Regions from separate parts of the Gossypium hirsutum genome. Here regions 2 and 3 are each linked to region 1. A link is a contact called in public Hi-C data. All regions are on one chromosome and are shown on one strand. Each heading gives the region's core, a stretch centred on a gene start, on an enhancer-like site or on the middle of the called end of the contact. The rest is flanking DNA. Distances are from core to core; before and after follow the strand shown.

Region 1 (4,909 bases), core at 959-3,458:
TGCTTCAAAACTCAATCCCTCTATTACAATTATTTTCAAAATACTAGGATTATTGTCCAAAAAGCAATGTCCATGTTAAGATGATGATGATGATCATAATAATAAATGCTTTAAGAGAAGAACACGGCACCAAAGATAAAAAGTATGAAAATGTTTCCACAAACATACCTTGCAGTTATTGAATCCTGCGTAGCGTTTGTAAAGCCATCAAATGCAAGGTTCAAAAAACAGAGCCCATATCCAAGGGGTGCATTGGGGTGTGCCAACTTGCTAATTGTTTTAGAGCTAGTCTGGAATAAAGATCAAAGCAGACACAAGAGCAATATATGACTCAGAACAGGAGTTTCATAGGGGAAGCTTAATGATATTTACTCCTCCAATATGCCTAGAAAATAAGCAAGATAGCAATTATAAATCACAAAATAAAAGTAGCAATGTTTTTTACAGTCATAACTTTTAACATTTTCCCACCTTCATAAGTGCAAAAGCAGATACTCCTCCAGCCACAAGGAAAGTACAGACATACTCGGGGAAAGTGTATCGAATACCATAAACTAGAGTGCCCATCAGCATGACTGCATAAACATATAATACATTATTAGCTAATTACTGAAACAAGATGAGAAAAGGAGTTTACATTATACCAGAAATGTACCGATCAATGAAAACACGTGAGAAAAAGGAATTGCAAAAAATAAGTTATATCTTACCAGGAATCATTTTTGAGGACTTGGCCAACACCTGCAAGAGAGACAAGCAACATTAAGCGTTAAACTTAATACCAAAGACTCCAACTACACATGTTCACCTACAAAAGCAGCCAAACTAGGAATTTAAACAATCTGTCAATTCAGGTAATACCTTAATGGGCAATAACTAGAGGGAACTTAAACAGATGAGGCAAAAAGAGAAGACATATAAAAGTATGGAGAATCAAAGACATGCCTGAGCCGGGTAGCTGATGTACTTCAATGCTTCTATACCCATGGCCGGACCAATTGTATTTGTGATTCCAGCACTCCAATAAGTCCACAAGGGAGCACCACCATTGCTTCTACTGGACCAAAGCTTTATCACTGGATGAAAGACACAAAAACAAACATATTATTATTTTCCATAATTCTCACCAGTCAATGGTACATATATAGCCAAATTTATAAAAACATTATGATAGTGCAAATGGAGAAGCTTACTTATGTAAGACCAAACTAAGCAGACCACATTTTGCGCCAAGTTAAGAAATGCAAGATGCTCAAACCTCTTCCCGTCGGAACCAAATCGCTTGGTGGACCTAAACTCAACAAAGTATAAAAAGAAAATGTAATTAGAAAACCATAAACGACTACAATTTACTCGTTGAAAAGCTACATCTTTCTCCCAAGACGGGTCACCCATCTATCCATTTTAGCAATTTGAAATTTATCAATGCAAAACAATTTATCAACGTGAAATTTTGAAAATGCCAGCGCAAAATCAGTAAAAATTAATACACACACACACGATACTATTTAAATGAACAGTTGCTATCTACAAAAAGAAGTTCCAAGTAAAAAGAAGAAATGGAAGAATCACGACAATTTATTCAAATTCAAAGAAATAACAGTCATATCAATAACGAACCGTAACATGTTAACCTAGATCCAAAATTTTTATTCTTCGCATCTAAACCTACCTCTGAATTAACTAAGATTACGAATAATTCGTTGCAAATTAAAAAAAAAATACATTCAAAAAGGATTTCCAACAACAGATCAAGCAAAGCAATAACTAATCGAAAAAGGTTCAGAAGAAATCAAACATAACAAAATAAAATAAAAACAAAAATAATACATACAGAGTTTCCTGAAGAAAGCCTTGGTAAATATAGGCAGACCAAATCCCGGCAACGCAAAATGCCAACACCAAAACTCGCCGGAGTCCGGCGCCGTGTGCCTCCATTACGACGCCGCTCGATAACTGTTTTCTCACTTTGATTCAATTGCGAAGATTATATGGTAAACCCAAAAGGGAAAAAGAACGGAGATCGAAGATCACGAAAGAGGGAAAAAGAGATCTTTTGTGAAAAAAAGCAAAAATGAAAAACATAAAATAAGAAGGGAGCGCCAAGTTACGTGGGTTACCCACGTGTCTTTATTTTATTGGATTGATGACTTCATGACTTTCTTTTGATTGGTTATTGAAACGCGGCCTTGTGCTGTTTCTCCAATCCCTCCGTCAAGCTTCATGTTCAACCCCACCGTAACGTCCAAAAAGTTTTCTATAGGTCTAATTTTAAATTTCATCCCTTTGATTTATGAATTTTAACAAAATTAATCATTTATTTTAATTTTTCACAATTTAGTCTTCATACAAGCTGTGCAAATGAGATATTAGTACTCAAAAGCCATTCAATTTCAACTAAAAATAACTCAACTTTAGTTAATTAATCTTAGCTCAGTTGGCATCGGCATTATTGTCAACGCAAGAGAATGTGGGTTCGTGCGTGCTGAAGCACATTATCTTCTTATTTAGGGTTGAAGAGGGACTATAGATAGTTCTAGGCATTGTATCAAAAAATAAAAACTAGTAATCATAATGTTATACTCATATGAAAAGTAAATAAAAAAAAAACCTCAAATTCAATTTGATAATAACCAAGTCGAGCCCGAGCAACTCAAGCTATTATTCAAATAGATTTGAGAATCATGATACTCAATCCAAACGACTTACAAATCTAACCAAGCTTTTCATTGTAATATATTTTTATATTATGAAATTATGTAATTGTCCTTATCATATAGAAAGAGTTTAAGTATAGGTGAGTTTAATCGTGCTTGAATATGAAAATTGATAAAAGGAACTTAATTGAACTTGAGCTCAAGTAGATCAATAATGTCTTAAGTTGAGCCCAAACTTAAAATTTAATGTTTAATTGAGCTTGAGCCAAATATCAAGTCCTGAATTTCGGTTTTGACTCGGCCAAGTTACTCCCATACTTCATACTTTATTAAAACTATGGAGTTAATATAATTATTGAAATAGTAATTTTTGGTCATTTTTGCATATAAATTACTCAACTATTGAATTTCACTATTTTCTTTCGTATATAAATAGTTGAAAGGTTGATTTTTAAGTTTGAGATTTAACAATACTAACCTTTTAGTTTTCTAAAGTACAGAAACCAAATTATTACAAATAGAAATAGGTGGACTAATTTCTCAATTCTTGTAAAGTAGTGGGAGAAATTTCGAAATTAGAACTATTTAAAAGCTCTCTTTGACTTTGAAGGGAAGCCAATAAATGAAATGGTTGGACCTAAATGGGCCGCAACAGGGATTGGTCTAATTCTTTTGGAAGCCCGGTTTAGTTTTTATGCAATCATTTTGATCCATTGCATGAAAAGTAATATGTTAGGTGCAGGGACAGAAATTTAAAATATTCTAATGCGTTTTCTAAATTAGTTTTTATTTTTTTAGTAATTATGCATAAAATATTTTATTATTTTTCAAGTTAAAATTTACAAGCTTACAATAGGATAAGTTTAACATTTCTATTGCTAATTGCTTTTATAAAGTTTGGGAAATGTTATGAAAAAATGTATTTTTGTTAATTGTAAGTGTTTGGTATTATTATAAAAATTGTAATATAAATTTAGACTTAGAAATTAACAATAAATTAATTTAGATAATATTTAAATAATTTAATATAATTTTACATGAAATATGTATTTTAAATATTTTTTAAATAATTAATAAATTATTTGTAAATGTAATGATACATGAAAAATTTTAAAATTTTAAAAATGAATTTATATTTAAATTATTTAATAGAATGATATTTTTAAATAATTTAATATAATAATACATAATAATAAGTTAAACTAAATTTTAAATAGTTATTATAATTAAAGATATTTTAATAATTTGAGTTTCAGCATACAAAAATAAAAAATCAAAAACACCAACACCAACACCAACACCAACACTTTAGTTTTGGGGTTTGGGTGGAAAAGCACTTTTTTCCTATACTTTCAACCCTAAAAAGCCAAATGTTTGTTATTGCTTTTGGGATTGAAAAAGCACTTTTTTTGCCCCTAATAAATAATGTCAAATAGCGTCTAACTAGAGGCGAACCTAAATTTTTTTTCTAGATAAGCGAGATTAATTTATATATTCTTATAGTATTTAAAATGCACTTTTATCATTGTATTGGTTTATATCTTTATAGTTTTTAGAAAGATAATCAAAATTTTATCATTTTTAGAAGGTTAAACTGTAATTTTGCCATATATTAATTTATAATTTTATAAATTTAGGAGGTCTAAAATAAAAGTTTCTAATTTTAAAGGGCCTGGTGCCTACTTTTAAGGGTTAGATCTTGAATCATTTTGTATTATATTTAAGTTATTGAATTGATGTCACAAATCAATAGATGCCAATTCAGTTAGAAAGTGACTAAAAACTCTTTTTTTTTACAAAATAATAAATATTATTATAAGAGTGTTTTTTCTTTATTTATTTTTATATAAAATCTATTTAAACTTGATAAATATAAAAAATACCGCACATGAACTTGAACATAAGACACTAATTTTCGAAGCCTCATTTTTACTATTTCAACTAAAAATGATGACACATTTGGTTCACAGGAATGAAATAAAATAAGAATTGAATAACTATTCAGTAGGAATATAATAGACATGTAAATAAGCATTATACAGTTTGGTTCACTGAATAGAATAGATAAATAATAGTATTGCATTGTTTGGTTGGATAGTATAATGTTGTCGAATAGATGAAAAATGTATAAAATGACATTATTATCCTTTAATTAAAAATATTTTTTTATATTATTATAATTTTATTCAAATTTAAATTAATTATATTTAATAATATATAGAAAAAAATTAAAAGATTACAATTTTTTATAA
Region 2 (4,909 bases), core at 1,239-3,738, 250 kb before region 1:
TTAACATTCTGATACGTGATATTCGTGACAGGTTTTAAATATTTATAATGAATCGTTCTTAAAACTAACTATTATCACAATGAAGGCAAATGTACCTATCGAACAGTAGTATAGCTTTAGCAAAACTGGATTATCGAACCCAAAGGAACTAAAAGTACTAGTATCAACTTTCTTTTTATTATCTAGCCTAAAAAATAAAAGGGTTTTGTTTATCTAACTAATTAACTAAACTAAGAAATCACAGAAAAGAAATTTGGGGAAAATACTTTTTGTAAAACTCGATTGATTAAGACAATACCTAAGGAAAAATCCACCTAGACTTCACTTGTTATTTGAGTTTGAATCAGACGACTTATTCATTCAACTTGTTCCGTAGAGATCTCTAAGTTAGATTATTATCTCTTTCGAGACTAACAACGTCTAACCCTAGATTGAATAATTGAAATCTCTTTCTAATTAACGCCCTAGGGTTGCATTAACTCGATCTATGGATCCCCTTATTAGGATTCACCCTAATTCGGCAAAATCTTGTCACCCTATCTCTAGGCACGCAACCAACTCCGCTTAATTATGACAAATTTAATCTTAGACAGGGTCTATTCCTTCTCTGAATAAGAGCTTAACGTGAATCAATATGCTGGAATATCAAAACAAGAATTAAGAACACATAATTAAGAACAATTCAAATATTTATCATACAATTCAGATAATAATAACAAGATCTGTCTTAGGTTTCATTCCCCTTAGGTATTTAGGGGTTTTAGTTCATACTAATGAAAGAACACATCTCAAAAGAATAAAAATAACAAAACATAAGAAAACCCAAAACTCCTGAGGGAATTTGAAGGGAGATCTTCAGCCTTGATGGTGAATTCGGCTTCTGAGATGGATCGATTGGCTTTCCTTGAGCAATTCCTTTCTTCCTCCCCTCCGTCCCCTCATCTAAGTGCCTCCTCAGGTGTTTAAATAGGCTTTGGAATGCCTAAGAGCCCTTAAAATTGGCCTTTTCCGAATTGGACTAAACTTGGGCTCGGCAGGGACACGCCCGTGTGCGATTGCTTAAGGCCGTGGTCAAGGCTGTTAAATGGGCACGGGCGTGTGATCTACTCGTGTCAATCATGCTTTGACCTTGCCAAAGGGACACGGCCATGTGGTCCGCCCGTGTGAGGAAGTCTAGGCCGTGTTGATTTCGTACGTTGGCCCATTTTCTCTGTTTTTGGCCTGTTTCTCGGTCCTTTCACTCTCCTATGCTCACCTAAGTATAAAACATGAAATTAAGGCATTAGGAGCATCGAATTCACCAATTTTAAGAAAAAATCATCCATAAAATGTGCTAAGCATGGGATAGAAATATGTATGAATTACGGTTTATCACATTCCGTCGTCGTTTCTTATCTTTGGTGTCAACTTTTGAAATTTGATCTCTAAGGCTTGTCATCATTATTAGTAAAAAACTAGAAAGTGGACACCACACTTAAAAAGATCCATCTTATAAAAAATAGGTTAATTTCATAAGATGTTCTCAAAACATGATCTAAATTTAAATTAGTCTTTAAATTTTAAAGTGTTCTAATTAAATTCTTAAAGCATCAATATTGTATCAATCAGGTCCCCTTGTTAGTTTAATCAATAGCTTGAACATAGTTGTTGTATCAAAATTAGCATAGAATATACTTAAAACATGTGGATCAAATTGTAAACTTATATACCTACTAAATAAACATGTTTAAAATATAAATATTAAAAAAATTGTTGGTACTTTCTAATTTTTTCCCTTTTTAACACATTAAATAAAAAAAATGTTATGTGATAGATACAAACATATTTATAATTTGATTCATATATTTTAAATATGTTCCACGTCGATTTGAGTAAAAGAAAGGACTTGACTTATACAATGTTAATAATTTAATGATCCAATTAAAATGTTTTAGCCAACTGTATAAAGGAGTAATGGTTAAGATTGTTTCAAGGATAGGATTCAAATCTTGTTAATTTAATTCCTCTCTCTAATTTGTAAGGTAAAAATAAAATAAAATATTTTTGAATTTTAAAAATTAACTAATAAAAGTATTATAGAGATTCTTGTACTAGGAATTAAATTATATTTTACCCCACTACTAAAAAATAGGCAAATTAGTCCTTATACATTCGATCAAAGAGTAAATTGTTCTGATAAAAAATTTACCCATCTCTATTGTTAAAACTAGTCCTTGTATGTCAAAATGAGGTATACATGGCATGCCACATGTAATTAACTAGTTATTTTGTCAGGCATGCCAATTTTTAACAGTAGAAATGGATGAAATTATTAAAAAAATTACTTTTTAATCTAATGTACAAGAATTAATATACCCATTTTTAATAAAGAGGGACAAAATATAATTTGACTCCAAATACAAAGCTCTATATGCTACTTTTACCGAAATTAATTTGAATTCCTTCGTTGGAATTAACCCAAGAAATCACAAAACGCAACCGCATTAAGGAAGATGTGACGTACCAAAGAAGAGCCAGAAGCGCGAGGGAACGAGCGACCGTAGTCCTTTCTAATATTGCAAAATTCCTTCACACCCGCCCAAATTTGACCTTTTTAACTTTAATCTCCTTTTCTTCTCTTGCTCTAGCAATTTAGATCTAAATTTTAATATACAAAAAGAGAACAATTTTATTTTCATTTTTCAATTTTCAATTTTCAATTTTTTCTTTTTTCATGGTATATTCAAAAGTTTTAATGTGAAAGGTTTTAATTGAGTTAACTAGTGGAGGATAACCAGCGGCTGAGTCAAAGAGGCTATGGCAGGAACGAGTGACTCAGTTTCTGTCAAGGTTCCTTACAGGAACTTAAGGAAAGATTCGGAAGTTGAAATGATCGACGATCCATATCATCGTCGGATCGATCTAAATTCGTCTCCTGGCTCTCCTTCAACTTCTGCTTCGCCGCCTTCGGCTAGATTTCCCAACGGAAACTCTAACTTATCGTCGCCGATCCACGTTAGATCTAAGGATTGTAGCTTGATAACTCTCGCTCTTAGTTGTACGATCGCCGCCGGGGTTCAATTTGGTTGGGCTTTGCAACTTTCGCTTTTGACTCCTTACATTCAGGTCCTTTTTTTGTGTGTGTTTTCCCTTAATACTTTTTTTATTTTTAAGTAACGGAGAAAATTAGGTTATTTACTATGCATGTTGTTAATTTTGAACTCTGTGCAATGTGTTTGAATTAGATCAGTGTTATTATTAGATGGCATGTTGTGCTTTGCTTTTGTTAATTTTATGAAATAGAAATAAAAGAATATCAGCGCCAAGTACTCTTTTGTTGATATTTTTGAATCATCAATTAGAAAGTATACACTGCAATACTTTTTCTTTATTGTTTAGTCGGTAATTTGCCTAATTTTCATGGATTTTTAGAAAGAATTTTGGGTGCAATTACAATTTGGAAAAGAAAGATTATGGCGTGAGAGAAAAACTCTTTATATAATTTCTTTCTATTTCTTCTCATAATTTCTAGAAATACTTGTAATTTTTAACATATCATAGAAGGCCCTCGCAGTGTTTGAAAAGGAATAAAAAAAAAAAGGAGTAAAAGGCTAGAATGCTTTTGCTTTGTTGATTATTGTCGTTCTTCTGAGAAAAGAAGAAAAAGTATGGCCATTGTTCGAAGAACATGTTTTAATCATAAAGTAATTCTCAAAATATTTTGTGAAACTGGGTAACATTATCTTTGTATTTATTTATTTTTTATTAGCCTCAGCCTTGATTCCTTTTCAACTGCTCTGAGCTTCTTTTGAGCTTATGGTGCATTTCCCTTGTTGTTTGACCATTCATATTGGCTGATTCATGCAGACACTTGGAATAGAGCATGCTTTTTCTTCGTTCATTTGGCTTTGTGGTCCAATAACTGGTCTTGTGGTAGGTGATGGGAACCATATTACATATAAATTTATATTGATGCCCTGTTCATTATTATGGTGGTGCAATAATTGATGTAAATGACTACACTTAAAAGATTGCTGTCTTTATATGTGATCTATTGAGTTGTTTTTATTTTGATCTTAGGTTCAACCTTGTGTCGGTATTTGGAGTGATAAATGCACTTCAAAATATGGAAGGAGACGGCCTTTTATCCTTGCTGGATCATTCATGATCTCTCTTTCTGTAAGCATTGAAGTGTTACATAATTCATTCTTATATACTATGTTTCTGGGTTTTATATCTGCTAAACTAAATTTTGTAATTTAGGTGATAATAATCGGATTTTCTGCAGACATTGGATACATTTTAGGTGATACGAAGGAGCATTGCAGGTATCATTTTCTGCTTTGATTTCTTCTATTCTTTTCTGGCACCCCCTGTCTCCCAAAAGAAAAATAGAAAGATATTGACCAAATAATGTATGCAATGCAGTACATTTAAAGGTACACGAACGAGGGCGGCTTTTGTCTTTGTTATTGGATTCTGGATGTTGGATCTTGCTAACAATACAGTGCAGGTAAGCCATCCATGGTGATTTTTTCTTACTTTCAAGTTTTCTGTTGTATAAGTTTGTGAATGATAGAATTTTTATTTTCTTAGGGACCAGCTCGTGCCCTTCTGGCTGATCTATCAGGTGAACTTCTTTCTTAAGAAAATGGAAACAATTTAGTCTGTACATGGTAACATTGTGACGTTTAGTTTTGATGCCTCTAATTTACGAGGTTGTATAATTTTACACTTCTTTGATACTGTGCATGACAAGATGCTGGATGACAGGTCCTGATCAGCACAATTCTTCAAATGCCATATTTTGCTTATGGATGGCTGTTGGAAACATCTTGGGGTTTTCGGCTGGTGCTAGTGGGAGTTGGCATCGGTAAAAATGTTTCCACCTGTTTTTACTGTGATGAAACAAACAATTATGGAGACCCAA
Region 3 (4,909 bases), core at 1,763-4,262, 140 kb before region 1:
GGTCCTTATGATGTTATTTTTCCATTTATAAGGTTAACGGACATTAATGTCCTTATATTATGTGATTTATTAATGTTTTAAACCAAGGTCAAATTGGTAAATTAGTTATTAACTTAAGTTTTAATTAAAAAAAAAACAAATAGATGAATTTCATTCATCTTTCTTCAACAGTTTATAGCAAAGGAGAAAACCATTTAGGGCTTGTTACATTCGGCACTCTCCTTGCTTATTTGGTAAGTGATTTGAGCTCGATTTTTGATTTTTGTAATTGTTGCTTTGTATTGTAGCTAGCCCATGCCTCAATTTTTGAAAGTGTTGATGATTTTGAAAGCTAAAATTGATAAATTCATGTGCTTTTGGATGTTTGATGATGAAATACGAAAGCTTGGTGTTTGATATACATGTTTTGTAAAGTAATTTTGAGTAAAAATGCATATTAGGGATTAAATTGAGAAAAGTGTAATTTGAGGGGTTAAATTGTGAAAAAAATGTGAACTATGGGTTGCTAGTGACCTATAGAGAATTCGAATAAGCATGGGTCTTATTAAATTTTGTGTAATTTGTGTTTTTGTAAAATAGGGACTAAATTGAATAAATGTGAAAATTTAGGGGCTAAAGTGCAAAAATGCCTAAATATGTGTTTATGGACTAAATTGAAAGATTATGTGAATAAATGAGTTGAATTTGTTATAATCTAGATCAAGAAAAGAGGAACCCGGACTTAGATCGAGGCAAGAACAAAGTACTCGACTAATAGACTAGTTTCATCGTTTTTACGTCTGAGGTAAGTTCGTACGTGATAAACATTGTTACAATTATGTTTTTAATGCTTTAATATTGCATAAATTATATATATGAGACGATGGTTGTGTATGACGACGAATCGATTATGTTTGGCATTTAGTGTGCGTATCGAGATAGCTTCGGCTATATAAAGCACTTAGTGTGCAAATCGGAATAGCTTCGGCTATATATGGCACTTAGTGTGTGAGACTGAGATAGCTTCGGCTATGAAAGGCGCTTAGTGTGCGAGATTATAATAGCTTCAGCTATGAAAGGTACTTAGTGTGCGAGATATCGAGTATTCAACAGTATCACATAAAGGTATGAGTTCGATAAGAATTTGTACAGGTATGTACATATAAAGCATGAAATCCAAATAGAAGAAGTTATGAACTTATTCATAAACAATTGAGTAAGTATGAGAAAAGTTTGTTAGTCATCATGATTTAAATATTAATTAGTTCGAATTGATGATTTGTATATTATGAACTGTTGAGTATATTTAGTACGAACTTACTAAGCTATGAAGCTTACTGTGTGTTATTTGTTTATGTTTTATAGAGAATCAAAGCTAACTTGGACTCGAGGATAGTCAGGAAGTGTCATCACACTATCGATCATTTTGTTGGTACTTTTGAAGCTTTGTATATATGGTATATGGCATGTGTAGGCTAGTGTCACCTTGGTATATTTTGAGTTATGATATTAGCCATGAGATCTAGCTTGTAAATGTTGGTGTATATGGCCATTTAAGTTTGCTTGAATTATATGTTTGATAAGTGATATATATGATGTATATAATGCCCTATATGTCGGCTTGTTTTGGTATGTTTGCCATAGTTGTTGATATAGCCAAATGGTTGTTTATTTGGTTAATTCGTAGTTGATGTATTAATGCTTGGAAGATTGGCATATTGTGGTTTGATTTTGAATGATATGGTAAAATTTGTGTCATGATATAGATGATAATTTGATGAGTAAATGCATTTAGTAGTTATGTGAAATTGATGATTGTGGCATATTGATTTGGCATGTTTTGGCTGCCTATATATGTGTTGAATTGGTACCAATTTGGTTACTTTGTGTGCATGAGAAAAGGGTGGAAATTTGGCTTTACAAATGGCCTATTTTTGTCCACACGGGCAGAGACACGGGCTTGTGTCTCAGCCATGTGCGACATGCGGTTAAGTTACACGATCGTGTGTCTCCTGGGATACCCTTCGAGTTAAAGTCAGTATACCTTACAGGTTTGACTCGGTCTAGACACACGAGCGTGTCTACTGGCTGTGTGTGACACACGGGCTGGCACATGGGCGTGTGGCTGGTTGTGTGACACAAGTCAGTAACCCCTTCAGTTTTTCCATGGTCATGGCACACAGGCGTGTCCTCGACCGTGTGCTACAGGTCAGTATGTATGCCTTGTTTTCACACAGCCTATGACAGGGTGTTTCTGGTGACCGTGTGAGACACACGGCCTATTCACACAGGTGTGCGACCCTTTAATGTTTGAAAATTTTAAAAGTTTCTCAAAGTTTACTAATGTTATCGGTTTAGTCCCAAACTACTTCTAGGCATGTTTTAAGGCCTCGTAAGACCTTATAAGGGACAATGTGTATGAGTTGAACAGATATTGATTATAAATGCATAATTGTATGTGAACGATGTGTATTATTCGGTAATGCCTCGTAACCCTATTCTGGCAATGGATACGGGTTAGGGGTGTTACAGATGCAATAAGGGTAATGTAGGACAGGGAATTGGTGGACGTTCAACAAAGAAAATAAGATTTCTTCAAAGATGAAATGGTGCTCGAAAAAGTCAACAAAAAAAAATTTGCCATGTATCGATCACTCAAGGGATTAATGTGTCACGTCAATAATTTGTAGAAGATGATGAAAAATTTAATAATAGTAATTAGTTTGGAAAATTTTTTATTCAGTGGGACTAAATTGAGAAAAAAATTAATTAACTAAAATAGGAAAATCTCTATTTTAGATTGACCATGGGTATAGTTTACCCTTACAATTTTCTAATATATTAGATTGAATTTCAATTATTCTGTCCATAATATATGCATTTCATTCTTATCATTTACATAATAAATGAAGTTTAGATTTAAAATTTTCGACTCATGTTTCGAAATGGAGCATTAAGGAATTTGACATATTTCATCTGATCAGAATTGAAGTTTTAAAATTTGAAAACAATATAAAAATTAAAATTGACCCAAATTAAAAACTAATAAATAATTTATGCATAATGCAGGGACTAATAGCAGAATTTGACCAGAACTAAATAGTGAGTTTTTAGCGTGTGACGTGGCAAATACACGACCAGCAACGGCTCAACTTAACTGCCTCTCCCCATCTGCCTCTTCTCAAACGGATAATCCTTCATGGCCTCTACTTCTCTTCTTTCACCGGCCGCCATAGCCACCGCCGCGGGCGCCACTTCTATCACCCACCTTTCCCTCCATCCCTCCTCCAAATTTCCTGTACGTAACTTCCTCTTCAAATCCATTTCTGGAAACAACAGACCGTCCTCCAGGCTCCACGTGTCCTCCCCAACTGACCAACCCGCCGCAACCACCACTCCCGCCCAACCCTCCTCCAAAAGCCCCAAAGAAGAAACCATCTTCTTCGACGGCGGAGCCCACTACGGGGACCTCTTAGCCAATCTGCTTCTGGGTTTCACTCTTCTATGGCTGCCGTTGACTCTAGCCGCCGTTTCGAGGGGGTTTTTCCTCAGGTACAGGTTCACCAACCTGCGGGTGACGGTTATTTCGGGACTGACGGGTCAGGATAGGAGCGATTTCTCTTACAAGGTGATTAAGGACGTGCAGGTGGTGCCGCGTTTCATAGGTGAATGGGGTGACGTTATCATAACCTTGAAAGATGGAACTAAGGTTGATCTTAGGAGCGTCCCTAGGTTTAGAGAGATTGCAAAGTACTGTCTCGCCATGGCCGAGAAACCTGTTGTTTTGAAAGAAACTGGACCTAAGGGGTTTTAGGTTAAAGCTGGAAAGGTATGTAAATTCTGGGTTTTGCTTTGATATTTTTTTTATACAACTTTGGTGTCACATTGTTATAGTTTAATTGAGAAGATAATGTATCTCTTTAAATTTTCATTTGATTAACTATATGTGTACAATTCTAGGCTCCTTTGATTATGCATTTTAGTACTAAAGATGATGCATTTTAATTTTACTGCACCTATTGGGGTCCTTTGATTACACTTCAGAGCACATGGGTTGAGGCTCTCTATTTCAGATGATGCATTTTGATTTTACTGGTGCGAGGTTAACTAGTAGGAGTAGTAGCCTAATGGATTTCTCTAAATTATCGATTTTCCAACTAGACTTGTTAATTGAGCAAATTAGATTAGTTTTGCATCGAATCAATTTAGATATATTAATTAGAATTTTATATCTTTTGGGTATTTCGGGCTTAAGCCATTATAAGTTCAAATTGTTTTGAATTTGTATCTTTCGGGTTCAAGAATCATGTTTTCCTTGGATAATTCTGATTCTACTAGTTTAGAGCACTTCTGGTTTAGGTTGTTTCAGTTTTGTATCATTCCGGGTTTGAGGCTTATATTCGGTTTTGATCATTTCAAGTTAGGTTCAAATCAGTTTGGATTCAAGTCAATTTGAGTTCCTGTTGGAACGAGTTGAGGTCCAAATCGAGTTAATCAAGTTGTGTTGTATATCAAACAATGAACATCCGAACTTCACCATCTGAACTTCCTCTAAACCTTACCTGATATAGGTTCTTTTTTGTTGTTCATTTTCAACTCCCAGAGCGGGAGAGATCAGTACAAAACAGACCCAAGAGAACGTCCACGTCGTAAGCCGACATGGAACAGCCTTACCCACAAGCGAACCAAAAAAACAAAAAACGGCTTTAAGAAAACAAGTACAAGGTAGGGAGAAACCATGGTTACCGATCTACAAGTCCGAACATTTTGATCGATAAACCCAGCCCTCCCCAACGAGATAGATTAGCGACGCAGACAAATGAAATCCCCGAACCATGTCTCTATCAACAAATCAAAAGCCTGACACAGTAGAAAAAGTTTAATACTAATGCAATATACATTGTACACAAGGCGAAGATCAACGTCATAA

Evidence for each region. Hi-C and Micro-C count contacts between places; a contact is called where the count stands out from the background.
Region 2: a Hi-C map of leaf shows a contact between it and region 1, with 2.6 times the contacts expected there. The contact joins the promoter of LOC107893968 here to the promoter of LOC107893963 in region 1. A contact is called at or near these places in 5 of 34 Hi-C or Micro-C datasets (callus and leaf).
Region 3: a contact with region 1 is called in a Hi-C map of leaf, with 4 times the contacts expected there. The contact joins the promoter of LOC107893965 here to the promoter of LOC107893963 in region 1. A contact is called at or near these places in 10 of 34 Hi-C or Micro-C datasets (callus, hypocotyl, leaf and 1 more).

What each region holds. Positions count from the first base shown.
Region 1 is chrA13:18,773,893-18,778,801 of Gossypium_hirsutum_v2.1, reverse strand. It overlaps LOC107893963 (UDP-galactose/UDP-glucose transporter 3), which reads right to left and starts at 2,208. Exons shown (of 7, transcript XM_016819126.2): 1 at 1,835-2,208; 2 at 1,194-1,291; 3 at 946-1,076; 4 at 711-741; 5 at 472-575; 6 at 169-290. The coding sequence starts at 1,938.
Region 2 is chrA13:19,026,700-19,031,608 of Gossypium_hirsutum_v2.1, reverse strand. It overlaps LOC107893968 (sucrose transport protein SUC3), which reads left to right and starts at 2,488. Exons shown (of 16, transcript XR_001683077.2): 1 at 2,488-3,105; 2 at 3,847-3,912; 3 at 4,060-4,158; 4 at 4,243-4,307; 5 at 4,408-4,492; 6 at 4,576-4,609; 7 at 4,753-4,852.
Region 3 is chrA13:18,911,939-18,916,847 of Gossypium_hirsutum_v2.1, reverse strand. LOC107893965 reads left to right here and starts at 3,012. Exons shown (of 1, transcript XM_016819127.2): 1 at 3,012-3,919. The coding sequence starts at 3,179. The coding sequence ends at 3,793.